2 separate regions of the Triticum aestivum genome follow, and region 2 is linked to region 1. The links are chromatin contacts, called in public Hi-C maps. All regions are on one chromosome and are shown on one strand. Each heading gives the region's core, a stretch centred on a gene start, on an enhancer-like site or on the middle of the called end of the contact. The rest is flanking DNA. Distances are from core to core; before and after follow the strand shown.

Region 1 (3,483 bases), core at 315-2,814:
TCATTGCTGCTGCTGCTGCTGCTACTTCTTTTTGTGCAAACATTTGGGGTGTAGATTATGTTGTTTCACACGGACGTTGTGGGCCGTTGCTTAGAAATAACAGACAGTGCCTGTGCATTGCATTGCTCTTCTGAAAAGAATGCTGGAAATAATAACTTAACCGCTATGATCTTTGTGTAATAATAATATTATGTGTGGTGCCACCATCATCTGGGTACAAGATGGTCTCTATGGGCGTGTTTGGTTGCAGTAGTGAATAGTAGCTGCGTTGCATACACATCTCAACCCAATCTGGCTCTGAAAAAACAGCCTCATATGCAACATCTGCAAGTTGTTTGGTTGCCTGCATATGGACTTTTTGCATTAGGGGATCAACTTTGGCATGTTGTTTGGTTGCTTGTATTGTCTCGGCGCATACAACTACACGCTGTTTTGGTTGCCCGCATGGGATATGATTAAGAGCTAAAACTTGCACTTAGCACATAAGGTTAAGAACTAGCAGAGAAAGGGGAAGAAGAAATGCAGTGTGCGCCGGACCATGGCGACTGCGATAGATAGTGGTTGCGGCGTTGTGTTCGACATGACGGGCATGGAGTCGTGGGCGAGCGACCCCGTCGGCGAACTAGTTGCGGTGCTCGTGCAAAGACAGTCGACAGAGGAGGAGAATGCAGTGCTCACGCCATGGTATCGTCAGTGTAGTGGACGAGAGAGGAGGCCGAGATGGTCGACGCTGGAAACGACTCCAGTGTAGTAGGGCGAGATAGAGGAGGCCAAGATGATCGACCCCGTCGGCGGCACGGCGAACTGCAGTGTGCGCGCCATTGCAGCATCAGTGCAATAGGAGGACGACAGAGAGTAGGCCGAGATGAGTGACGCTGGAAACGACTCTAGTGTAGTAGGACGCGGGTACCCCAAATCCCATGCGAAAACCCTAGCAGAATTCGGCCTATCTACCAACTACAACACATCTAGTAGGGCAATGCCGGCCGAAAAGAAGGATTTTTGAACATCAAAACGGCAAAAAAAAGGGAAGGATTCTTCAGATTAGGGGATTTACTGTACAAGGGGGCCGCCGCCCCTTCTGCACGACGAACATGGGACATCGACGCCGCCTCCCACAGGTGGCGAAGGCGCGAGGCGGCGGCACCTCCTCAACCATGCACAAAATCTGGTTGTCGCCTCCCCAACCTTCCGATGATCGCCGAGGCGGCGTCGCCTATGCAGCTCCCCCTTTCTCTATCGACGAAGACGAACGGGCAGGTGGAGTGATGGAGGGATGAATGGGGGATGCGGCGTCGCCCGAGGACTTTTTTGCTTATTTCCACATCCGCGCCTCCACAGTTCGCCACCTGTCCCCAACGAGCGGTCAACACATGGTCAAACTGCGTGTACGCACCGCATACGCGCTACAGTAACCGTATTTTCACGTCCCATCGTATTCAGTGACCGTAACGAGTGTATTTCAAAGTTGGGTGACCGTATCGTGCTTTCAACGCAATTATAGCGACCGTGGGTGTATTTATCTCTATATTTTTGGCAAGAGGAAAAAGAAATTGACACGTTGAGCGCAAAGTAGATAAGGCGTGCTTTTGAACCCCCCGAAGCGAAGTTGGCAGAGCGAGCGATACCACGCCACCGTTGGCCGCCGGGATGCTACTGGCGCGCGCCCCGCCGCCATCGCCGTCGGCGTTCAACTCCCCGGCGCTTTCGGCGCGCGCCTTCCGCCGTCGCCGCCTCGCCGCTCCCGGTGCCGCCGCGACGGCCGCGTCCAAGCCGCCTTCTCTCCGGGTCGGGCAAAGGCGCAAGCAGGTGGCGAGCGTGGCGAACCCCATGGTGAAGCACTGCGTGAAGCTCCGGGACTCGGCCGCCTACCGACGGTCCTGCCGCCGCCTCGTCCTCGTCGGCCTCGCCCCCGTCCTGTACCCTTCTCCCCCGCCCCGTCGCTCCGATCCTTTCCAGCGCCCTTCCATTTCTTACACTCTGCTCCTCCTCCGTGTTGCTCGCTCGCCGCAGGGAGATCTGCAGGCTTGGGCTCGCCGACATCGATTGCTTGCTCCTCTTGGACGGCGCAGAGGTCCCGGGTGAACTGCATGAGCTCTCTGGTGGCAATGTTGTGTATGTCAGCGCCACTGTGATGAAGAGGATCTCCGGGATGCGGTCGGTTGATTCAACCGAGGCGATTGCTGTCATGCACATGCCCAAGCATTTCTGTGACCTCGGTGATGAGGAGGGTGGAGCTGGTCTTGATGCGGCGTTCCAGTCTCCAAAGAGGATCCTGGTCCTTGATGGGATTCAGGTGAAGACGATGAGCGACACCCCACCATTATTCAGTAGCAGTCTTTTTGTGCAGAAAATGGGGGATGGTCGCATAGTTCGGGGGGGGGGGGGGGGGGGGGGGCTGGTGCTTATTTGAACTCTGAAGTGGTTTATTATTAGTACATCTCATAAGCACTGATTCGAGTTCTGTACAGTGCATCTAATGCCGGTGTTGATTCTGATACTTGGCAGGATCCGGGTAACCTCGGAACGCTGATAAGGTCAGCTTGTGCGTTCAAATGGGTATGCAGTTTTCTCCCTCAGCTATTGTACATGCTTTCTGGAGCTTATGCAATTCAAATGACACATTTTTCTGTTATTGTATATGAAGTTTATTACGAGAACTTTTATTTTAACATTCGGTATTCTATTTGAAATTTATGTGATCAGCAAGGTAAAATGAAGTTTAATAGAACTGAAAGCATGCAATTGTTAGGCTTCCAGACAATTGAGAGGGTGATAGTATAATACTTAGTGTTAATAAGGTCAGCTTGTGCGTTCAAATGGGTATGCAGTTTTCTCCCTCAGCTATTGTACATGCTTTCTGGAGCTTATGCAATTCAAATGACACATTTTTCTGTTATTGTATATGAAGTTTATTATGAGAACTTTTATTTTAACATTCGGTATTCTATTTGAAATTTATGTGATCAGCAAGGTAAAATGAAGTTTAATAGAACTGAAAGCATGCAATTGTTAGGCTTCCAGACAATTGAGAGGGTGATAGTATAATACTTAGTGTTAATAAGGATATTTTAAGTCGATGCTTCATTAGGCATAAGTAGGTTGAGTAGGTTGTACTGGGTTAAATTAAATATTTGTTTTTTGCAGTGATTATGTATCTTCGATTCAGGGATTGCGTATCTGCCAAATGCATTTAGTTCTTTTCAGTTTTCACTTTGCGAACGTTGATTTCTTTCTAACCTGTAAAACAACCAACCAACAGGATGGGGTATTTCTTCTTCCGGCTTGCTGTGATCCTTTCAATGAAAAGGCTCTTCGTGCAGCTCGTGGAGCCTCTTTGCAGCTTCCAATTGTCTCTGGCAACTGGTGTGATCTGCATGCTTTGGTAACTAGATATGGCATGAAGATGTTGGCAGGCCATCCAGAAAGTAGCAGTGATGGATCTGAAAGAACCCATGTGCTGTCCAAAGAGCTTGCAGACTC
Region 2 (3,483 bases), core at 445-2,944, 180 kb after region 1:
TAATGAAGAGCACTTACAACTTTTATCGGGACAGTTCTTGTGGAACATTTCCCTCAGGTATTAATCTCTACACAGTAACCCCATCCCAGGCATCTGTTGAAGGGTCATTACAGCAAGCCCCCGGTATAGTTGACATCCTTGACCTAAGCATCCCAAGGAAGCTCCTTCTGTGGGTATATACATTAGTTCACGGTCGATATTGCAACATATCCGCTGTCGTAAAGTACTGCGATGAGATGAAGGTACGTCCTGCACTGCTCATCTTGGGAGTACTTGCTGTGTAGCTTTTCATCCTTCACATCATTTCATTCCTTCTGCAGGCAAGAAATAAAAGAGGAACCCTAACGGCGGCAGCTTCGTCGCAAGTCACGCCTCCAGCACCGCACAGCTCTGTTTCTTCTCATGGTATTCCACGCAACTCCTGACATCTGGACGGTAGGATAGCTACCTTCCCTCTTCTTTCCCTTGATATGTGTTGTTTGTGTTGTTCACAGTTACATCTAAAGAAAAGAGTGCGCATTCCGTGTCCAGTGAAGCTCAAGAAGCAAATGCCTCTGCTCCATTAGCGGCCAGTGTTCCTCTTCACCAAGAAGCAGAGGGCAGCGCGTCGCTGATTGCCACCGAGGCGCAGAAACCCAGCACCGTGGCATCCCAACTCTCGCGCAGCGGCTCATCTAGGACAACGGAAAGTGCTCCGGATGGCGGCCAAGGCAATGCCGGTGCAGCTTGATTGTGCATCATGCTTCTCTATACCCATGGGATGGTCATGAGTTCTGATTAGATTGAAGGCTTCTCCCTTTCCAGCAGAAATATGATGTACTGCAGCTGTAGCAGGAATAGGTCTGATGTCTTTCCTGGTGTATAAACTAACCTTATACTAGAAGCTAATGTAACAACTAAGGACATGTTTGATTTGTAGCCACAGTTGTGATGTGCCACACCTTTTTAACATCTGACCTTGCTTGTGATAAAATCGTTTTCTATCCAACCTTTTTCTGCAGGTGTGACGACCATTTTTGTCTGCCACAAAAAATGGTGGTTTTGCCATGGTTGTGGCACAAAAAGTGTGGAAGACAATCAAACATGCCGTTGCCATTTCACTTTTTTGGATCATTCCCTACCGTCTTGAATTTCTGGGGGCAGTGGTAAGAACCATCTGCAACAAACTGAGATGGAAAGAACGAAATGTTCGCAACAAGTCGTTGACTATATTGGAATTTGGAAACAACACCTGACAATGGCTCTGAATAAATATGAGCTGAATTTCAAGATGTTATGCCGGCTCAGTCTTTCGGAGGTGCTCATATTGGTAGGGTGTGCGTGTGTGCGTTCATAGGGGTGAGTGTATGCGTGTGTATATGAGTGCTTGTGTCTGTACTGATGTTAAAAAAAATGAGCTGCACCATTTTTTCCGAAACATAGTATTATTTATTTCTAGAACATGAAAAAAACGATTCTCACATTTTCTTCGTTTTTTAGCATTACTTTTTCTTCAGTCTCCATAAAAACTTTTTCTTCGGTTTTTTTAGGGGTGCTATTTCTTCAGTATTTTTAGGGGATCTTTTCCTCGGTTAAACAGAACTGAAAATGAGCGGATTAGGCTACCATCCGGCCCAAAAAATGTTGGGCTGGGCCGGTCATCACCTGCTGCAAATCCACGTTGACATCGCCGCCGGCCACGCACCCACCCACCACCATCCCTAACCACGAGACGCCTACCGGGCCGGAGGAAGAAGACATTTCCTCAGATCGCGAGCGAAAGAGAGAGCGAGAGGAGCCTCGGCCGCCATGGGATTCATCATGGAGTTCGCGGAGAACCTGGTCCTGCGGCTGATGGAGGACCCGGAGCAGCGCGACGAGGCGCAGCGGGCGCACGTCTACCGGATGAAGGAGCGGTGCGAGCGCACCAAGGCCGCCTGGGCGCTCCCGCTCCGCCCCTACGGCTTCTGGACCTTCGACCGCTTCAACTCCCAGCTCTCCTGGGACCCCCAGATCAGCCAGGCCGCCGGCCGCCGCGACCCCTACGACGACCTCCTCGCCCGCCACGCCGGCCCCGCCACGCCCTCCTCCTCCTCCTGAAGACCGAATCCGGTGCGTCACCTCCCCTCCCCTCCCCTCCAGCCAGATCTACATACCCGCTTGTTGCTCCCGCCGTCCATGTTGTCGTGCCCGCGGTCGTCTCTGCCTGCGTAGGGAGGGATTCGATTGATATGCCGTCCATGTTACCGCGTCCGCAGTCGTCTCTGCCTGCCTAGGAATTCGATTGATAGCGCAGGCGGATTCGAATGCGGGGATCCGTGGAGGAGAATTCGATGTTCTGCGGCCGTAGGTTCGAAAAATGCTCCAGCTAGGTTTAGTTTAGTTTAGGCTGCATAGTTTGGTATTGTAGGTTAGTATTGTCAGATTTTGGGTGCTGCTGCGGTGAAGGGCGGAGTAGTTCATATGGCTTGCCGCTCAGTTGATTCGCGAAACTGCAGTGGGTCGCCTTATCTTACACCTGCTATTCATTGGGTATCTGTTGGTAGGAGAAGCCTTCGGTGGAGTTTTGCTTCAAGTTTTGATGAGTTAGGCTTTGTGTTTCCCCAGCCTCTGGCGTTCTGTTAACATAGTGTGTTTCGTGTTGCTGTCTGGATCCCCAGTCCTGTTTAATGTTTCGTGAGTGGCGAGAAAGCCGGTACACATGCTTGAACATTCAAAGTATGCCGGCCGCCCCCTTTCAATGGTTTGTACTTCTCGTTAGGCTGTTTTGATTTTGTTGAATTCTCAGCCTTTTATTTAGTTTTCGTTATGCGATTGCCTCACTGGGCCACTGGAGCATTTCGGCCTCACATGTACCACGGCATGCTTGAGGAATCATGTAAGTAGACTCCAAAAATGTTGGTGACATTGTTCTGGAGAGTCGAAGGATTTAGATAATGCTTACTTCAAACTTGTAGGTTCTATCCATCTATGTACTTGGTTCATGTATCAGACTTTATTCTGTAACCTTAGGTCCTCTGTTAACCAAAGCGGGTGACAGATAAGTATATTCACCCGAATTTAGCAACTTGCTGGTTGTCAAGGTTCTAGTTCATACATGATCCATCAGGCTTTGTTAGTATTGATACCATAATCTCTGAGTGGCAATAGTTGAGACCTTAATGCTCTTCTAACTACATCGATATGACCTGCTTTGCAAATTTAGCATTGTTCAAAATTTCAAAATTGAACATCAGGTAGCTATCGTGCTGTCTATATAGTGGAGACATAAACTCATAAGAGACACACAGTTTTGCGTATGATACAACTTACTCCCTCCATTCTGAAGTATATGCCCTTTTAGAATGCGCACAATCAGAGTTTTGAAAACGCTGACCAATATAGACATAAGTATTTGGACTTGTTGTATGGAAATGTATGGCTAAATGTGTGTATTGAGACTGTCGATATCTAAGTCACATTTATTAAGGAACAGTGGGAGTAAGAGATAGTACTACATACCAA

Evidence for each region. Hi-C and Micro-C count contacts between places; a contact is called where the count stands out from the background.
Region 2: a contact with region 1 is called in a Hi-C map of leaf, with 4 times the contacts expected there. The contact joins the promoter of LOC123090705 here to the promoter of LOC123090700 in region 1. A contact is called at or near these places in 2 of 5 Hi-C or Micro-C datasets (both in leaf).

The regions. Positions count from the first base shown.
Region 1 is chr4B:23,922,845-23,926,327 of IWGSC CS RefSeq v2.1, forward strand. LOC123090700 reads left to right here and starts at 1,565. Exons shown (of 6, transcript XR_006442541.1): 1 at 1,565-1,919; 2 at 2,014-2,296; 3 at 2,509-2,559; 4 at 3,263-3,483.
Region 2 is chr4B:24,106,442-24,109,924 of IWGSC CS RefSeq v2.1, forward strand. LOC123090705 reads left to right here and starts at 1,695. Exons shown (of 3, transcript XR_006442543.1): 1 at 1,695-2,091. LOC123090704 (calcineurin-binding protein 1) reads left to right here. Exons shown (of 21, transcript XM_044512034.1): 19 at 1-242; 20 at 321-405; 21 at 495-951. The coding sequence ends at 730.